2 separate regions of the Capsicum annuum genome follow, and region 2 is linked to region 1. A link is a contact called in public Hi-C data. All regions are on one chromosome and are shown on one strand. The core of a region is the stretch at or near the end of the contact, and the rest is flanking DNA. Distances in the headings are between cores, read along the strand shown. Region 1 has its middle 51 kb from the start of LOC107845298. Region 2 holds the start of LOC107845414 (probable serine/threonine-protein kinase PBL8).

What was found. A called contact is a pair of places that touch in the nucleus more often than the background predicts.
Region 2: a Hi-C map of leaf shows a contact between it and region 1, with 4 times the contacts expected there. The contact joins the promoter of LOC107845414 here to the enhancer-like site in region 1. A contact is called at or near these places in 3 of 5 Hi-C or Micro-C datasets (bud and leaf).

What each region holds. Positions count from the first base shown.
Region 1 is chr10:138,137,496-138,140,469 of UCD10Xv1.1, reverse strand. No RefSeq gene overlaps it. Among protein-coding and RNA genes, the nearest start is that of LOC107845298, 51 kb to the right of the region's middle. Within about 2 kb of position 1,634, at least 4 of the 5 cell types and tissues checked have an H3K27ac peak or open chromatin away from gene starts, as enhancers often do. A contact at or near this core is called in bud and leaf, where this site is marked.
Region 2 is chr10:138,280,760-138,283,459 of UCD10Xv1.1, reverse strand. It overlaps LOC107845414 (probable serine/threonine-protein kinase PBL8), which reads right to left and starts at 1,335. Exons shown (of 5, transcript XM_016689712.2): 1 at 916-1,335; 2 at 344-823. The coding sequence starts at 973.

The DNA.
Region 1 (2,974 bases), core at 385-2,884:
TTTAGTGGAAGCACACCAAGAGCAGAACGTATGAGAAGACCCCTTTTATAATATGGAGAGCAAACGGTTATATTTTCACGTTCCATCAACGTGATTTGTGGATAAATAATTATCTCACTAACAGACAGTAATTATCCTACTAGGAGTTAGTAATTATCCTAGATTAGTCAATAGTTTAATCCTACTAGATAACTTCCCCGTACAGATTTAAGATTTAACATATTCAATTATTATTAAACCACCAAATAAATTAATTATGTGGCCATAGAAATTTACAAAAAGTCAATCCAAATGAGCTATTAAAGTATTCAAGTACTTGACCTATTCAATTTGAACTGGAATGAGACACAGAAAGGCTGAAAAAATATAAGACATGAAAAGAAGCTATGATGAACTAAAGATATCATTTACCTTTAAAAAATATAGTACAATTTTATATAGTGAAGTTAAAAAATCAGATCTTATAAAAGTATATAATAATTGGTGCAATTAATAAAATCTCCGTTGTATACTCTGTTTTACTCAAGAAAAGAAGACATCAAAGATATCAAATTAGACAATGTTGTTTTGTCTCTTTAATTTATAATTAAGCTCGATTTTTTGTCTTTATCTTATTGCTTTCTGGTGTTTTCTAGGAATATCTATCGAGATATTGCATGTATAATTTTGATGATTCATCATTCTTAATTTTGTTTTTGTAAACTGGTGCATCTAGACTCTGCATTATTTCGGTGCTCATCTAGCAAAGTCCAATCATGATTGTGCTTTCGTCTTTACACTGATATCGTGTAGCAAAGTCAATAATTTTTTACCATGACTTTACTTTTGACATTAACTGCTATTTTTCACTAATGTATTCTTTCTTATGTATTTTGTATGCTAATTAATCGATATATTGAATATACATCCAATCACGCAAGAGATACTTTACTTTACATGCCGTTTTATATTAATAATTTTACTTTTAACTTTGTTTACCTTAATTATGTGTTCAGATGAGTTATAAACATGCATGGTGATGTTTCTATGGTTAGATTTATAACTGTGTGATTTTGTATTCTTTAATGCCAACCCTTTCAATGGAAATGTGGGTTAAATATTTCCTTTGATGATTAATTTTTTTTGGCTAAATCCATCGATAGCCCCTCAAACTTATCTCTAAAATTCATTTAGGTCTCTAAACTAAGGCTTGTACCTATTAAACCCCTAAACCCCCCAATTTGATTCCAATTGAGCAATTTTTTCCCAATCAGCAAAAGGCTCAAGTGTGTGCAACACACACGCGCTGATGTGGCAAACAGGGCCAATTGAAAAAAAACATGTGGCAAAAAAAATTAAAAGATGGAATTGCTGATTTGGCAATATTTTTATTTAAATATCTATGTAATAATAATTTTTTAATTAAAAAGAAAAAAAGCAAAACCCCCCCCCCCCCCCCCCCTTGTCATCTTCCCAACCCCCCCCCCCCCCCCCCCCCCCGCCCCCCCCCCCCCCTCCACAGTCGTCATCTTCGCACCCCCTCCTCCTCGCACATACACAATTCACACACACACACACAGTCCCAGCAACACCCCTCCACAGTCGTCATCTTCAAACCCCCTCTCCCCCTCGCACACACACAGTTCACACACACACACACCTAGATAGTTCACGCACACACATAGTCGCAGCAACAATATCGACATTTTTGTTCTTGTTCAATGGTAATTTCCGCCACGAGTAGACCAAAGCATTCAATTGTTGTTCTTCAATGGAGTCAGATGATGAAGATGACAACTTCAATGGAAAAGTAGATGAAGATGATAAATTTTTATTCAATTCCAACAAACAAACAATCAATTAGATGATTATTGACGCATCAGCTGGAAATTTGATTGACAAATTGACGAAGACAGCGGTGGTGAACGACGGTTATGCATCGATGCATTTGAATGGAGTTTATGGATTGGTACGGTGTTGGAAAACTTTGAGTAGTAAAGGTTGCAGAGAATGTTTGGACAAAGCAAGTAGAGATTTCAAAGGGAGTTTTTCGAGCAGAGAAGCTAGAGCTTTAATTGCGGGATGTTATTTGAGATATTCGACATAAAATTTTGTTAATAATCTATCTGCGGATAGAAGAATTTGTCGTTACCATCGCGTGATTGGTAGTGTTGCTGTTTTCTCAATTCTGGGTTTCTTGATTTTTCGAAGATGAGATTGATTGAAAATATTGTTAGATCTTGCTTTTCTTTATTATGAAGAAGACGACGAGGTGTGTGGGTCAAGACGATGATGACGGGGTAGGGGTTGAAGATGATGAACTGGGGTGGGGCAGGGTGCAGTGAAGATGATGACGCTCGCGGGTGGGGTGGGGGGCAGTGAAGATGATGAACGGAGGGGGAGGGGGTATGTTCTTTTCTTTTTCTTTTTTATTTGAAAATTTAAAAATTATATTAATAAAATAATAAAAGTATAAATTTTTTAATTAAAAAAAGTAAAATAATATTTTTTCTTCAACTCACGCGCCACACACTATCCTTGCCAAATCAACATTTTGTGTCTGATAGGTATCAATTTAAGCAGTTGAGGTGTCTGATAGGTACAAATCTTAGCTAAGGGGTCTAAGTAAATTTTTGGGACAAGTTTGAGGGTCTGTCGATGGATTTGGCCTTTTTTAAAAAAAAAAAATGTTTCTTAATATGTTAGAGAGATTAAAAAAGAGAAAGAAGGTGAAATAATATTTTGCTCGACAATAACGTGTTATTTATCATCACGTAGTGATATATCGAATGCCAAGTTTTGCACCCCTATATGTTATTAACAACAATAACAGGATGTATGCTTTTTTTTTTCTTCCCTTTTTATGCTCTTACTCTTTTTCTTATTTCTTCAATATCGAATCATATCTGCAAAATAATTCTCCTTAGTTTAGGTGGACAATAGTTTAGGTGGACACCAGATGCAATTGTTTTCACACGGTTGCTATGCTGATAGA
Region 2 (2,700 bases), core at 86-2,585, 140 kb before region 1:
GGAAGGGGGTAAGTTGCTAACAGTTGTTCTTGAGTTGAAAATTTCATATCAGTTTTAATCTAATAATGTTGCTTATGACATGAGATAACTGTGTATAAGCAGTTTATTCTAAGGTGACATAAGCAATGACAATAGAGGCAAAGTTACATAGGGATAACAACAATGCAGAAGCCAATATGCAGTAGGCTAACCAAATATAACATGTACTTGAGATTGTCACTCGTGCACCTAAAGATATCATAGCAATGTTTTAAGCACCATCTTATTCAGTAAACATAGTAGAAATTAAAAAACCATCAAGTTAGTCATGACATAATGCAGCAAAACAAGAGGAACAACATACTTCGGAAGAGATGATTTTCGAGGCTTCCTCTGAACATGAACTCATAAACGAGCAAACGATGGTCATCCTCACAGCAATATCCAATCAATTTGACAAGATTAGGATGCCTAAGCTGTCCAAGAAAGTTAACCTCAGTAAGCCACTCCCTGTGTCCTTGAAGTCCCTCTTTATTAAGGACTTTAACAGCAACCGGGAGAGACTTAAGTCCAACACGGACATTTTCATCAATGTAGCCCTTGTACACAGTTCCAAAACCACCCTCACCAAGTATATAATCAGATCGGAAGCTTTTAGTAATTGTTTCCAGCTCAAAAAGAGTGAAGGCAATTATGTGAGTATACAGAATAGCATTCTTTCTAAAATCCTCTAAGTTTCTCGGAGTCGAAGGATCACTCAGATCTGAAGTAGAGCGACTATGACTGTGCTTCTTCGAGTCAGCACCTATTCTGCTTGCCAACGATATCCCTTGTTGATGCTGAACTGCAGTATCAAACACAAAAAAGGAAATTATGGTCAAGAGATATTTCAAATTAATAGTGAAAACAGATCTGATAAATCAGAAAAGAAATAACCTTGATGATGAGCGTTGGAGACAACAGCAGATTCTTCTCTAGTACCACAATTGCCCATTTGCTACGTTCTTGGGTTTGTTCTCATAGTTAATCTTACCCTCTTCAAATTACTTAAACAATGTCACACTTTTAATACGGTAAGACTAGACAGTCAAAAAAGTAGGAGGAAGAAAACCTTTATAACGCTGACAAGCACGTTGTGGGGGTGGGGGTGTATGTTGGAGATGAAAGGAAGTGGATTAGTGATACACCAACTTTGATGGGTATTTGTGCTGGCTGCTTTAAAAGGGGAGGATAAAGTCCAAATAAACAGTGGTGCAGTGTGCTACACATACTTTCCCAGTCGGGGCCAGTCCCCCCATATTGTATTTGTATATTTAATCCTAAAAATTACAATAAAGATGTATGCGCGTGCTTCACGAACCCTACCCTGCCCTGCCCACCGTAAAAGTTCATGCGGAATACATATTAAACTAGTCGACAACAGAGAGTAGAGCTCGATAGAGGCAACGTGCAGAGGTTGTTTTTGATACATACCGGGTGGAAGATTTAAAAGTTTGGATATTTTGAAGGTTCAAATATGTATACTAATACTCAAAAATTTTGAAGTTTCGTCTAAAAATTAAATCACTCGTCTGTCTTCTTGATTTTATTAGTGTTTTCTCATCTTATTTTAATTTTTATATATATTAATTAGTGTTTTCCCATCTTATTTTAATTTTTATACATTTTATTTATATAATTATACCGATTCTATATGGGGTTTAATGGGTGTCGGAGCACCATAATCTTGAATCTAAGTCCACCTTGGATATTCATCTCAATAAAAAAAAAAAAATCAAATCAATATAGAGAAAGAAATAATGAAAATGAAAATGTCATGTTAAAAATTATTATAAACACTTTGACAGATTATCCTAAACATTAGTTATACCAAGATAAAATGATAATCAAAGTACATAAAAATCATAGATAATACTATGACTAATAATATAGAAGAATAAGTGCGACAACATCTAATTATCTAACTAATCTTCTACTCTAATTTGCATTCTCCATAAATTTCTATTCAAGATCATGTGCTAGGTAAAATGAAACTGGGTCACTTCATATCTAATCACCTCACCTTAATATTTCTTGATCTACCTCTACCTCTCTTAATATCCATAGTTAACCTCTTATACCTTCACATTAGGCAAATTCATGTGTCTCCTCTACATATATCTGAACTAACTCAACCTTATTTCTCCCATTTTTTCTTCTATCACGGTTACTCCTACTTTTTCTTGATATCTCTATTCCTAATCAAATATGAATATGATTTATTTTAATAAAATATCTACTTATATTAGGCACTTCTTAGTCAAAATTTAGTACACGTGATAAACCAATAGCAACCAAGGGCATGCTCAAAGCCTCAAACCATCAACAATTTTGGTGAGGAAAAGTGATAATAATAGATTTATGTTTCAAGATATGTCAATTTTGATTTTTTAAGTTTGCTAAAATTTAATAATTTTAGTACGTGTTAAATATTTATCAAAATCTATGAGTTAGATTTGGGGAAATAGTAGAAAAGCAAAAGAATTAGTGGGAATTGAGAATTTTATTTTATTTTTTTGGTTAAAAGTGGGAATTGAGATTTAGAAGTAAATCTTTTGTAATTTCCGCTGTTTTTGATTTATTTTTACGGCTAGCAGCTTTTGAACCGTAACTTCTAGTATTATTTTCTTATATCATTTTAGTCTCTAATGCAACTTTTCATCTTGCATATTTTAAGATTTA